2 separate regions of the Mus musculus genome follow, and region 2 is linked to region 1. A link is a contact called in public Hi-C data. All regions are on one chromosome and are shown on one strand. Each heading gives the region's core, a stretch centred on a gene start, on an enhancer-like site or on the middle of the called end of the contact. The rest is flanking DNA. Distances are from core to core; before and after follow the strand shown.

Region 1 (7,107 bases), core at 1,488-3,987:
CATATGGCAAGAGGTTGGCACACCCAAACCCATGAAGATGGAGGAGTCTTCATTGGAGGTCCTTCTAGTCCATGTCCTATGTATCTTTTCAATTCATTTGTAGTATTAAAATACCGTTTGTAACCAATGGGCAACTGTATTCACATAAAGACTTGCCCTGAGTTCTGCAAGGTTTTCTAAAAGTTAATCAACCCTGAGGCTGAACTAGAACTTTAGTTTATGGCTAGTCAATAGCACAGGTCACATCCAGGAGCTTGCAACTAACTTGTTTGTGGATGCAGTCTTTGATAATCCAATGATCCTCTGGTGCCATTTCAGGTGGATAATGGTAGAATTGAGTCCAAGTAAATGACATCTAGTATCTTCTGGGGAATCTGGTTTGAAAAACTCTCTACCCAAAGTCCGTATGCTAAAGCCTCAGTCTTCAAATTATAATTTTATTGGGAGAAAAGAAGGTTATTTGAGGCATGCACTCAAATGGAATATTAGGACCAGAGTCCCTTCTGCTCCCTCTGTGGCTTCTGTGATATTATGCTCACCATGTCATCTTTACTTCCATACTGTCTTTCAGGCCCAGAGTGACAAGACCAATTGACCATGAACAAAGTAAACTTTTCCTTCTTGAAGTTTTTTTTTATATGCTGTCTCTCAGCAGGGTTAACTTACTGAGCATCTGTGTAATTGAGACCAGTTTGGGGTTTTGTTCAAATCAACAGATAAAAGAATGTACAGCAGAGTTTTCCTTCTTCTCGGGTCTTGGGTGTGCTTTTTTATTCTCCACCACCTTGTACTGGGATTTGTCCCTTCCCAGCTAAGATGTTCCCATGTTCAGAATTAAGCCACACTTCATTACTTATCTTTTCTACTATCGAAATTGAACATACTTGGACCCAGGGCTAGACGAGTGCCTCACGGAGAGGAGCTTTTACCAGTTTAACACCTAAGATGAGAGTTCACACAAACTCCTGAGTGGATAGTGGGAAATCCTCTTCCGACTTGTTCTCAGGTCAGGAAGTTGATTTGGGGAAGAATTCCACACAGGGCAGAAGCGCGAGATCCTCTGGCTCCTTGGGAGGCTTAGCTCTCCTTTCATAAGGGTGTGATGAAAGCCTCCAGGAAATACCCAGGAAGGAAAGACAAGGGAAGGGACAGCCCCCTTGCACAGAATGAATGTAGGGGACATCTGTGGAAATGTCTAGAGCTTGGGGTGAGTGTGCACCACCCTGTTTGCTGGCCCATTTTTCAATGACTAACAGCTTTCCTATCAGGGCACTTAATGTGTTTTCTCAGGATGGACGATAGGGGTGGAGACTTAATGAGATCTGTGGGAACTTGGTTTTCATCTGAGAACTGCAACCATGATTTTTGCCAAATGCCCACAGAAAGATCCATCTTCATCCTCAGCCAAACCCATGTTAACAGAACTCAGATCCGACAGCACCAAGCAGTAGGAATGTGCTTTTCTGTCATTGTTCTGCCTGGCAAGGAACTTGCAGGATTTGGCTAAGAGTCTTGTGAGATATCTGGTGCCAAGGCATTAGTTGGCTCAAAATTGGTATCTAGGGCAGTTCTGTTCATTTCATTGGTCTTAGCTAAATGTCTATGCTAGCTGAGGATGGAATCTAAGGACAGAGGCGAGAGACAGGAGGGAGAGAGGAGGAGGAATGCACATATGGAGAGAAATAGGAGGGAGCAGAAGAGGACAAGAAGAAAGGAAGAGAGAAAAGAGAAGGGAAGGGGTGAAAGTAAAAGAAATCGATACCCAAAGGCTGACAGCCACACTGGGTTAAGAAAGAACATCAATAGAGTAAGTGGTTTACATGATTTCAAATGTTGTCTTTGCTACCTCCTGACTTTTAAGTTTCTTAATTCCTCCAAACCCAGATTTTCTCTTCTACAAAATAGAATAAACTGAATGCCTATCCCTAAATAGGATAATTTTATCAACCTCACCAAGACTCAGGGGACATCACTGAAAAAGAGGGTAGGAAGAGCATAAGGACTGGAGGGTGGGGAGGAGTGCCATGAAATGTTGGTTTCTGCATGTGACATGTCTGTTGTAACCATAAGCAAAAAACAACCACAGCCACCTGAACAAGACCACAGGACATGAAAGTGGGAAGAGGACAAGCCAGGAAGGAGGGGGTGTCTACAGGCATGTGATGTAGATAAGAGAGGATAACAGGGTTAATATGTTTGTAATACATTGTATATATGCATAAAATACTAAATTTTAAAATCATTAAAAAAGTAATAGAATAATAAAAGATAACCACTTTATATAGATAAAAGCCCAGTGCATATGACATAATGATACATCAGCAAACTATTAACTGGTATTTTAAAGTTTTATATAATGTATGCAAATATGTGTGTGTGTATGTGTGTGTGCACATGTGTGCATATATGTAAATGCCAAGTGTGTTCAGGTGCCCACATAGGACAGAGAGGACATTGAACTCTCTGGAGCTGGAGTTACAAAGTTGAAAGTTTTCAGCGCATACGAGTGCTGGAAAACTGAATTCAGATTATTTGTAAGAGCAGTCCTTGCTCTTAACCACTGAGCCATCTCTCTCCATCACAGATCTTTTATTATTAATGCTTTTCTTCCCACTGGATTAGATCATGAGGAATTTGATGTGGTCAGATGAGTCAGAAAGACCATCTCCATTAGCCTGATGAAAGGGGTCTGGAATTCCTACAGTGGATTTTATACAGCACACACTTCCTTCTCTATAACTTATCCTTCATTGAATGCAACAATCAGCCAAGAGTATCAGGTAACATTAATGCTGAGTGCCAGACCAGGGCATTACACATCATGCTTGGTGCTTGGTGCTTGGTTCTCCCATTCTCTCTTTCCTCCCCATCCTCCCTTGCTTCTCATCCCTCTTCTTCCTCCTCTCGCTCCTTCCCCTTGTTTTCCTGGTCACTGTAGCTCCTGTGGTGCACTCTCACTTGACCCTCAGACCATATATACCATCTGTCACTCATCTGTGCCATCTACCCATCTTCAACTAGGCATGGGCATGTGACTTGGGAACCACTTCCCTTTCCCAATCTTCACCACTACCTTTTCACTCCTGGCCCTGTATCTTCCCCATATAAAGTCTTCAGAGTCTTCTAGAACTTTCTGGTTATTCCAGAAAATCTCAGGACAACACTCCTTTCTCCTTTTTCTTCCCAGCATCAGATCTCACAAGTCTTTGTGTGCAGCTGTCAAATCTTCTAGAACTCACTAGTTAATAAAAATGGATTTTATGCAGACATTTTCTCTACTGAAGTTCTCTCCTTTCAGATGACTCTAGTTTGTTTCAAGTTGACATAAACTAATCAGGACACATTTTCTCCATTTATCCTCTCTGTCTTTGCTGTGAGGGAGTGGAAGAGTCACTTAGCCAATCCTGCAGGAAATTCCAATCTTCACCACTACCTTTTCACTCCTGGCCCTGTATCTTCCCCATATAAAGCCAATCCTGCAGGAAATTCCAATCTTCACCACTACCTTTTCACTCCTGGCCCTGTATCTTCCCCATATAAAGTCTTCAGAGTCTTCTAGAACTTTCTGGTTATTCCAGAAAATCTCAGGACAACACTCCTTTCTCCTTTTTCTTCCCAGCATCAGATCTCACAAGTCTCTGTGTGCAGCTGTCAAATCCTGCCTGGCTTGAAGGCTCTTGTCACCAACATAAAGGCAAGCAGAGTGGGAAGTGGCAAGAAACACTTTGCACTGCCCTCTCCAAGTACATTTTGCCTTAGTCAGGGTGGCTATTGCTGTGATGAAACACCATGACCAAAGTAGCTTGGGGAGGAAAGGGTCTAGTCTATTTGGCTTACACTTCCATATCACTGTTCATTACTGAAAGAAATTAGGACAGAAACTGAAACTCGCAGGAACCCAGAGGCAGGAGTTGAAGCAGAGGCCATGGAGGGGTACTGCTTACTGGCTTGCTTCCCATGACTTGCTCAGCCTTTTTTCTTACCCAGGTCCCCAGCTCAAGGATATGGCCACCCACAATGGGCATGGCCTTCACCCATCAATCACTAGTTAATAAAAATGGATTTTATGCAGACATTTTCTCTACTGAAGTTCTCTCCTTTCAGATGACTCTAGTTTGTTTCAAGTTGACATAAACTAATCAGGACATATTTTCTCCATTTATCCTCTCTGTCTTTGCTGTGAGGGAGTGGAAGAGTCACTTAGCCAATCCTGCAGGAAATTCCTGCATCCTGGTCCTCCATAGCTGTCTAGGAGCTGCCATTAAATTCTCTTGTTTAATATCATATTAGGAAACTTATTCCCTGGGGCACAGATCGGTGGTGACAGGACAACACTGTTGAGGGGAGAATGTTACAGAAAGGGCCTCTGATACTTTCACTGGTAAGATGTTCAGATTATGAAGTGAAAAATGGGTGGCTCAGTGGCTAAGAGTGCTTGCTGCTCTTCTAGAGGACTCAGGCTTGGTTTATAGCATCTACAGTGGGTGGCTCACAACTACTTGTGACTCCAGCCAGCTCCAGTAGAAATCTAATGCCCTCTTCTGGACTCCACAGCCCCCCCCCCCCCACACGGAGTTCACATTGAACACAGATTATGCTGTGACGCACTGGTCAGAATCAGTGTATATTTATGTAAGTCATTCTGAGTTGGGCTTTTCCATCCCAGTCTCTGGCTGGCCCCTGCTCTATACTCACCACTAGGAGGCAGTGTTCCCAGCTCTTCTGCCTTCAGGCAGTGTAGGGGTTAGTGGCTACATTTCTGTATGAAAAGACCTTGTTTGCTGAGATAGTAATCAAGATTTCTGAAGTGACTTCCATTTTCCAGCATTCCTTACCACATCCTTTGCAGTCTTATATTAAACTAGCAGGGGTGGGAGGACAAAACAACAGCTCCTTGGTTTACATTTTTTTTGTGATGGAAATCAGGATTACCAGCAAAGGCTGGACATGGGCTGAGCCTCTGAGAACCAGCAACCACTAGACTTTGGGACCTCTTAGACATGGATGGTCCAAGTAAGATGAATAAAATATAGGCTGCATTGCAAAGACCGACATGTCTCATATTAATTATGTGTTGAAATAACATCTGGATTGTATTAATGCCAATAAAGTCTATTATTGAAACAAACATTATCTATTTTTATATCTATTTATTTTTCAAGGAAATCTTTTGTCTATATATGTGTAAATGTGGAGATCAGAAGTCAATGTGTGGTCTTCCTCAATCTTGCTACCTAATTCATTTATTCATATAATATTTTCGTTAATTCTTTGAGAATCACACACATGTATACAATGCATTCTGATCATGTTCACCCACCCCTTTTCCCCTAACTGCTCCCAGATCCAACCTTACCTCACAACTTCATGGCTTCCCCACCTATTTATAGCCCACTGATTGCACCTTTCTCTATTTTTGAATTAAAGAAAAATTTGAGTGTATGAGTGTTTTGCCTGCATGTACATATATGTACCATGTTCTTGCCTGGTTCCCATGGAGGTCAGATGAAGGCATCAGATACTCTGGACACAGAGATATAGGTGGTTGTGAGCCACCATGTGAATGCTGGGAATAGATCCTGGGTCTTCTCCAAAAGCAACAAATGCTCTTAGCCATTAAGCCCCTCTATCTTATTTTTTAAGACAGGATTTCTCACTGAAACTGGAGCTCATGGATACAGCTAGACTACTTGGCCAGCAAGGTCCAGCCCTGGAATTCCAGGTGGTCATTGTAGTACTCAGCTTTATAGGCAGGAGCTAGGTCTCCAGGCTTATCCATTAAGCGCCTGAGCCATCTCCTTAGCCCCTTCAGAGACTTTGGAAAACTGTAGGTAAGGCATTGAAAGTTATGTGTAAGCCTGGTGCATATTGTGTTTTGTGTTTATTTCATAACTCTGTGTTTTCTCAGCAAATTGAATGGTGAACAGAACAGATTGTGGCCCATGTGGCAAAGCCAATCCGAGGTCTGCTTTTGTAAATAAAGCTCCATTACAGCACAACACACCCCTTCCTTTGTCCACTGCCTGTGAATGCTTTAATGACAGAGTAATCACAGAAGAGGCTATCAGGGTTTCAAAGTCTGACCTGTATTATCTAGAAAACAGGGAAACTTTGCAGGTCCTTAATAATTCAACACATATAATATATATATATAATATTTTTTCTAGAAAGGAAAGATGGAAAATGACTTTTCCAAGGGCCTGCTAGTATACCAAAACTAAGGCATGTCCCCTGTCCCTACTTTGCATAATACTATGCCTCAGTTTACCAAATGGAACTGAAGTGGAGGAAGGCCCAGGGTTCAGCCTCTGCCTTGCAGTGTGACATTGCCCTCCATCCCAGGCCACAGAAAGGCAGAGACGGGAGCGGGTAGGGGAGGCTAGAATCTACCGTGATGAGGTTCTTACAGCAATCCCCTGCTTTGCTGTTTCCTTATACATTATCTCAGAACTAAGTCTTAATTTAATGTTATCACACTGTCTCTTAAAAGCAGACACAAAATGAACATTGCAGAATCTTTTTCAAAGTTCTTTTCAGAGTTATTGGTTATCATGTTGCTCAGTGATCTTTAATAAGGATAAGCCACAACACGATGCATTTTCTCCCAGGCTTCAGTGCAGGAGAAATGCTGTTCGTTCAGATGGATTTGCACCAGATTTGCAATGATGTGATAACTGTATGGCCAAACACTTCTCTGACTTAGTGTTGGCCTGGAAGAGAAGTGGAGAATAATTCATGCTTAAATTCAACCACCAGCTCATCATGCGTTAGTCAAGATTTCTATTACTGTAATGAAATACTTGAGACGATTGACATACATAAAAAAAAGGTTCACGTGGCTCATGGTTTTGAGGTTTCCAATCTAGAGTACAGGGGCATCCCCCCAATAACTTAAGGACCTCCCACAAAGCCCCACCTTCTAAAGGTTCACATACCTCTAAACATGCGTTGCTAGGGACCACCCCCCTGACACATGGGCCCCCTCTGTCAACCCCACTTACTCATGGAAGTTTGTTTACATCAGCATTAAGAGCTCCCAACTTTCACACTTCCTATGCTCTTCTTCTCTTATGCCTTCTTTGGCCAAGTGTTTTATGGGTCAGCTAT
Region 2 (7,207 bases), core at 4,706-7,205, 240 kb after region 1:
CGTGCTTTCTCCTTTCTTTCTCCTTTCTTTAATGGAGTATAAGTCTCTCAAGGTTTTTATTCTGCTCAAGTTGCTCGTATTCATGAGCCCTTATGCTGTTTGATGAGTGCTCACTCACCATGGGTCAGGGATGAGTTGAATTCTTTATGCTACCTGGTCCCATTAATATTTCCATTTTAGAGATTGGAAAACTGAGGTTCAGAGGAGAGGTACCTTGCCTAAGCTCATACAACTGGGCTAGAGTTCAAACCCAAGCTCTACAGCTGCAGAGCACTCTACACTTTGGTCACACCATGAACAACAAGCAGTCATTCACTTGATAAGTCTGGAATGTTCCTTCTGGAGTCTTGAGTGCAAATGATGAGTATGCCTTCTGCTTGCCTTAAGGAGAGAATAAAAATAGATGGAGAGAAAGGTGAGACATGTTCTGTCTGTATTTTCTGTCTGTCTGTCTGTCTGTCTGTCTGTCTGTCTATCCACTGTGTTCTGAGACAAGGTCCCACTCTGGATCCTACCATGCTGATCTAGAACTCACTCTATTGCTCAGAATGGCCTTCAACTTGCAGCAAGCCTCCTGCTCCAGCACCATGAGTGCTAAAATTATTCATGAGACTTTGAGAGGCAAATCCTCAAGCAGTCACTGACTAGCCACAGTCTACTTCTTGAACAAGGGACCTATACAGAGACTACGAAATGAAACAGATGCTGTTATACAGGACACTGTGGGAACAAGGCAGGAGAAGAGATGCAGTGTGGAGTCTAGTATACCCTTGAGGAAAAAAGAACTCTTGGTGAATTTAATGAAATTGAAATTGAATTCTGATATAAAGTCGGTACCAAGGAATGAACAGCCAGGCGCTTTTCAAGTGTCCTGCGCTTAGGACTCGTGCACCCCCTCAGTCACGAATATGCATGCACAACATCACCCCCTTTGTCTTCAAATAGAATATTGAACTATCCTTTGCCCCAAAGACCTTCCAAGAATGGCAAATATGAGGGATTCAGACATATACAGGCAATCATGTTCTCAGTGCCAGTGTACCCTATCACCAGCCAGGCATGACAGTAAGTACTGGGAACAGGGCCACAGATGAACATGATAGAGTCCTTAGCACACTGAACTCTGAGTTGAATCTCCCAGCCCACAGAGCAAACGATACATGGGCAGTGATTCAGTAGAGTGTTGTGGAATGAATTCGGAACAACCCCCATAGATTCACGAGTGTGAACACTTGTTCCTCAGTCAATGGTGCAGTGCAAGAAGGTTGTAGAAACTCTACTAGGTAAAGCTTTGCTGGAGGAAGTGCTTCCCTAGGGACCATGCCTTGAAGTTGTATAACACTGACCCACTTCCTGTCGTCACTCTGAGTCCTGACTGCTAGGTCAGTCTCATGCTTCCCTATGTGATGGGCTAGGTCACCTCTGGAGCTGTAAGGCACAGTAAACCCTGTCCCCTCTGGATTGCATTTGCTTGGCTAGTTCATCACAGCATCAGAGAAGAGATGAAATGCACAGAGGCACACAGCTTGAGATGGGGTGGGTACTTCCATTTGCTGCTCCCAAATCAATCCGTGTCTAGCATGCTTGGGAGCCCAGAGAGGAGAACACTGATGGATCTGAAATAGGATCTCCTGAACTCTGACCCTGATTAGATTCAGCAGCTCAGGACACTAACATGTGTCTGCCCAGATGGCACTGTAGGAGGAGGTCGCCTTCTCTACTGAAAGCAGTGACTCATACCATGCATCTCTACGGTCTTACAGTCTCTGCAGCTGCCACCAGTCCTTCCTAACTGCTCCCTTCCTTATCTACTTAAGCCCAGTAAAGGTAAAACTTCTAACAATTTCTATCTCTGGTAGTGTACTAACTTCCCTTGGTGTTCCCTTACCTCTATCTACACCTTGGGGAGGTCCCCTACACTTACTTTGAGTGAACTGTATGCCCTACAAGTGAAAACCAAGCAATGATTCCCAAATCAAAAAACCACCAAACCTGATGCCTACATTCTTAAGTAACACTGCCAGACAATGACGAGTTGGGTGAGCTGCCACACAGTCCCACAAGGAGCCACCAGGTTGATCCTGCAAAAGAGTTTTCATTCTTGGTTTTATTGATTTAATATTCAAACAAATACATTAAAGTTAGAGCATTTGCAAACAAAATACCCCAATGTTAAGGTGATCTGTGGCCCCATGTGATGATATTTGCTAATCAACACAGCCGCTTGCCTGAGTTATGTTCATACTGGGGGATCTTGCCGCAGTAAGAGCTGGTGAACCACAGTTAGGAAGACACTTGGCCTATACCAGCTTACTGTGTTTCTTTCCTGTTGGAGAGTAATATTCAAGAACATTAGTTCTTAGCTTTCAGCTTATGAGAAAAAAACAGAGGTGTTTCTCCATAGACCCAGCATGCAAATATACTGTGGCTCACTGAATATCTGCTATACCCTCTTACTTGTATGTTTTTAACAGTGTCCTCTGGTCGTTACATGGCAGTATTTCTAGTTGGTACATTTAGATAGTGGGTAGGGTTGAATGAGTATATGCCACATATATGTTTGACAAAGCATTAAAAACCAGAGGGCTAGGTTGTAGCTCAGTTTGTAGAGTTAGTGTCTAGCACACACAAATCCTGAGTGTGGTCCCCAGCACTGGATTAATCAGATGTGGTGAGGCCTGCCTATAATCCTGGCATTCGGGAGCTAAAGGCAAGAGGACTGAGGAGAAGTCTAAGGTCATTCCTAGCTATATAGTAAGTTTGCAGCTAGTCTGGGCTACGTGAGACCTTGTCTCAGGAAGAGAGAGAGAGAGACAGAGAGAGAGAGAGACAGAGAGAGAGAGAGAGAGAGAGAGAGAGAGAGAGAGAGAGAGAGAGAGAGAGAAAAGAAGAAGAAGAAGAAGAAGAAGAAGAAGAAGAAGAAGAAGAAGAAGAAGAAGAAGAAGAAGAAGAAGAAGAAGAAGAAGAAGAAGAAGAAGAAGAGGGGGAAGGGGAGGGGGAGCAACCAAAAGCGAGGAAATTCAATCTAAAGACGGTAGACTCTGAAAATGAGGCACTGTTGAGCTCCTTCAGCACCAAAGAAGGTAAAAAGCAGTGAAAGCTGGTGTAATTTGGATCTAAAATGTTCCCACTGCGAAGTCCATGCGTCGAAGGCTGCCCCAGTCCACTCATGTTTAGGATCGGACCTTTGGGAGTTGAATGGAAGTTGATTGGATGATGAGTGCCCTGATCTTATCAGTGAATTAACTCATTATGGATTTGTAACTTAATAGGCTAGAGGCACAGGTCACAGGGAACATGCCCTGGAGGGGTGAGTTTTGTTTACAACACCTTCCCCTCTCTCCCCACTTTAAAAATATTTTTATTTTGAATTCTGTGTGTATGCATGCAAGTGCAGTGCTCACGGGGTCCAGAAGAGGGCATCAAATCTCCCTGGAGTACTGGGGTTAATGGCACCTATGAGTTGCCCAGCATGGGTGCTAGGAACCCGACTTGGGTCCTCTTCAAGAGGACATGTTTTTAACCACCAAGCCATCTCTCTAGCTTTGTCTTCCTGGCCACTACAAAGAAGAAGGCATGACTTACTTCACTCTCCCTGACAAAATGCTTTCCTTTACCTCAGTCCCAGAAATAACAGAGCCAGGCAACCGTGCTCTAAAAACACTGAAACCGTGAGTCAAAACATTTCTTTCCACTTTCAAGTTATTATAAGAAGTAGAAAACTGTGTGACACAAAGCCCTTCCCTCCAGGCTTCTGATGTGTCTCCTCTGGTCTTACTCTGTCTACATCCTGGACTCCCTCTCCACAGTATGCTCAGAAAAACTTCTTCCAATTGGCTTAGTTTCTGTCCATTGGGCAAGTTTCTGTCCATTGTCTAAGTTGCTAATACTTTAAGGTGTTCAGCAATGTGCTTTTTCATTTTAGCATTTATTCCTCCTGTGGGCCACTCCCCATTTTGGTTCAACCTGGCCGTTTATAGGCCTTCTCTGAAGGAAGACATAAGAAGAAAGAAGAAGGAAGGAAAGGAAGTTGCTGATTCACTTTGAGCTTTGAATATTTAGGCATCGATAAATAAGGATCTTTAAGGGTACAGCTTCCCGTTCTCAGAATAGAAAAGGAGCCTCAGGCTGGGGAGTAATAGGAGAAAGATGCAGATCAATAAGACATAATTGGAGGACTCAAGGACAAGGTAGCAGGACGTGCAGAGGCGGCTCAGCCTTTGACGGCATCATCATCACAGTCCTTTGATACTGTTCTACAGAGAACTGTGGATATACCAGTGTTTATTTGACTGTGCATCTCACAGTGCCTAAGCAGAGCCCCTGGTGATCTCCTCTCCACAAGAGTCAGGATCTCACCAGTGACTGCCGAAGAGATGTTGTTAAGCCCCAGTACTGTACTAGTCACCCAGAGGTCCATAACCACACTGACTACCCAGTGACTACCTGAGCAAGCACAGTATGTAGTATTGGCACACAAGTATGACCAAGTAAGGCCATCACTTAGAGAAGTTGTAGCTCAGCAAGAAAGTAGGCAAAGAAAAAAAAAATACTTGATCCCTGTGGGCAAATTGAAAATAAAAATGTGAGTTGGGTGATAGTCAACCTGGGGAGACTGGAAGCTACCTGAACCACCTCTTCAGGAAGCACAAGTCTTCTAAGAACATGGGCCCTGTCTGAAGCTCTGTCCTCTATCCTAGTCAGATGACTACCAATCGAGTCCAAGCATATTCTAGTTTAATTTCTGTGGCTGTGATTAAAGTATCCTGACCACAAGCAACTTGTGGGAGGCAGGGTTTCTTTCACTCATAATTCCAGGTTCTAGTTCATTGTTGCAAGAAAGTTAAAGTAAGGACCTGAAGCACCCTGGAGTAAAGAGATAGAAATGCCTGTGATGTAATGCACTTCCTCTACTCCTATGTAGTCAGGGCCAAAAACTAAGGAAAAAAAGTGGTACCACCCACTTTTCGCCTGGATCTTCCCACATTGATTAAAGCATCAACACACACACACAGACACACACACACACACAGACACACACACACACACACACACACACAGACACTGCCACAGGTCAATCTGATCTAGACAATGCCTCATTGAGACTCTCTTCCCAGATGATTCTAAGTTGCATCAGGTTGGCAATCAAAACTGATCATCACAAGGCCATATACAAACTCAGCAGAAAGTTCATGACCAATGACGACACTGCCACAAGCTAAGAAAGTGTGGACACATGGCATAAGTCCCCCATGATGGTTGTCTTAGGGTTTTACTGCTGTGAACAAACACCATGACCAAAGCAAGACATATAAATGACAACATTTCATTGGGGCTGGCTTACAGGTTCAGAGGTTTAGTCCATTACCACTAAGGTGGGAACATGGCAGCACCCAGGCAGGCATGGTACAGGAAGAACTGAGATTTCTACATCTTCATCTGAAGGCTGCTAGCAGAAGACAAGCTTCCAGGCAGCAAGGACAAGGGTATTAAAGCCCACACCCAGAATGACACACCTACTCCAATAAGGCCACGCCTCCAAATAGTGCCACTCCCTGGACCAAGCATATAAAAACTATCACAATGGCTTTCTCAGTCTTGTCCCCTGACATCCTTACCCCATCTTTCCTCCTGGACAAGCAGACCAGAGGTTAGTCTTTCTGTACTCTTTTATTGCGATCAATACCAGTCAGGCTGACCTAAGGGGGGTGGGGGGAAGACTTATTACAAGGATCCAGGATGTCTCTGAGGACCCAGCTGATCAGCTTGACTCTTTACCAGGCAGGTATAACAGTGATCCAAAGGGAACAAGACAGGCAGCTTTGCAGACTGGCTTCCAAAGTCTCCCCCTGTGCCAATCCTAGCTGAGAAGGAATGCAGCTGGATGCTAGCACATGTGGTAAAGAACACTCCAGGGTTTTCACTGCCAACTCAGGATGAGTCAACACCATGAGGTGACTGCCAGAAAAGCCAACGTAATCTTGTGCTCATAAAAGAGAAGTGAGGATACAGCCTGCAGCACTGAGCAACACCCACCAAGGACCACAGAATAGACAGGGACCAGGGAGGACCAGAAATCATGTCCTACCATGAGCACTGGGGTATACTCGGGTGTTCCTGTCTGGTATAGGTTTCAGAAATTGGAGAGAATATCATGGGCTATGGTTTAATGGATTGTAGTCTGGGGTCAGACTGTTTGTTTGAATTGAAACCCCAACATAGGCAGACATTAGGTCCTTGCCACGCATTAGTAATGGACTTCTATTTTACTGTCGCCATAACCTTCTGAAGCTATAACCACAGTCAGTCCATATCATACAGATGAGACAACTGAGGGATTGAGATCCTTGCCAAGGACTACACTGCCAACAGGTTGAAGAAAAGGCTTTGAATATAAGGAGAGTATACTTTTGTTTATTCCCCTACATAGTACCATGTAAACCTGAATCCTTTTTTTTTAGTGTGTCCCAATGCTGCATTAAAAATCACTCAACACAATAGGGTGGTCGCACATATGCACAACACAGCTGTTGTGACAGTATGCACAAAACCTATGCTAGCTCAAGCCAGATAAAATTCCAGCATGAAGATAGGAAATGGGAATGAAACTCAACCCCTAGCTGAGAGACTCTGGGTAATCAATACCTGCTAGGAGGCGGAGCATCAGTTTTCTTTAAGGTTATAGCCTTATAGGTCAGTCAACCCCAGTAGCCACACATCCAAGAGCATAAGAGTGATGCCATTTGGATTTGATATGTTAAAAATAAAATAAAATAAAATAAAATAAAATAAAAGACAAAGGTGGGCAAGTGGGGAAGGGGAGTGTAGATCTGGAAGGAGTAGCAGAGGGTAAATGTGATCAAAACATATTATACAAAATTCTCAAGGAAAAATCACCTGAAGATGTAAAGGCTTAACCCAGATTAAAGGTCTATGTGTTCGCAGACCTGAAATCTTGATAGGACATGCTTATCTTTGCTCTGTTCAAAATCATATGGGATGGTTTGAAGCTGAGGCTAGGGCTAGGTCTGAGGCTGGCAGACAAGATGGGAAGGAAGCTGTACTCTCCAGTTGCTGCCTAGGAAGGGAAGATGGGAAGGCCTAGCACAAGAAGAGCTGGCTCTCGTTGGATGTCACCCTTTGTGGGATCTCCTCATGAGCATGAGGGTTATGAAGCAAACAGACATCTCATATCCTATATCTTGGC

The links. A called contact is a pair of places that touch in the nucleus more often than the background predicts.
Region 2: a Hi-C map of the C2C12 cell line shows a contact between it and region 1, with 4 times the contacts expected there. The contact joins two enhancer-like sites. A contact is called at or near these places in 4 of 15 datasets of contacts at CTCF or cohesin (the NIH/3T3 cell line, embryonic stem cells and pro-B cells), 96 of 484 Hi-C or Micro-C datasets (B cells, the BV-2 cell line, the Ba/F3 cell line and 46 more) and 2 of 115 datasets of contacts at active chromatin or transcription factors (the NIH/3T3 cell line and bone marrow-derived dendritic cells).

Annotation. Positions count from the first base shown.
Region 1 is chr11:44,082,449-44,089,555 of GRCm38.p6, forward strand. The region is part of intron 5 of Gm12153 (a long non-coding RNA gene); the gene reads left to right. Among named protein-coding and RNA genes, the nearest start is that of Gm12153, 130 kb to the left of the region's middle. Within about 2 kb of position 2,738, at least 5 of the 459 cell types and tissues checked have an H3K27ac peak or open chromatin away from gene starts, as enhancers often do. A contact at or near this core is called in the C2C12 cell line, where this site is marked.
Region 2 is chr11:44,317,601-44,324,807 of GRCm38.p6, forward strand. No RefSeq gene overlaps it. Among named protein-coding and RNA genes, the nearest start is that of Il12b, 79 kb to the right of the region's middle. Within about 2 kb of position 5,956, at least 56 of the 459 cell types and tissues checked have an H3K27ac peak or open chromatin away from gene starts, as enhancers often do. A contact at or near this core is called in the C2C12 cell line, where this site is marked.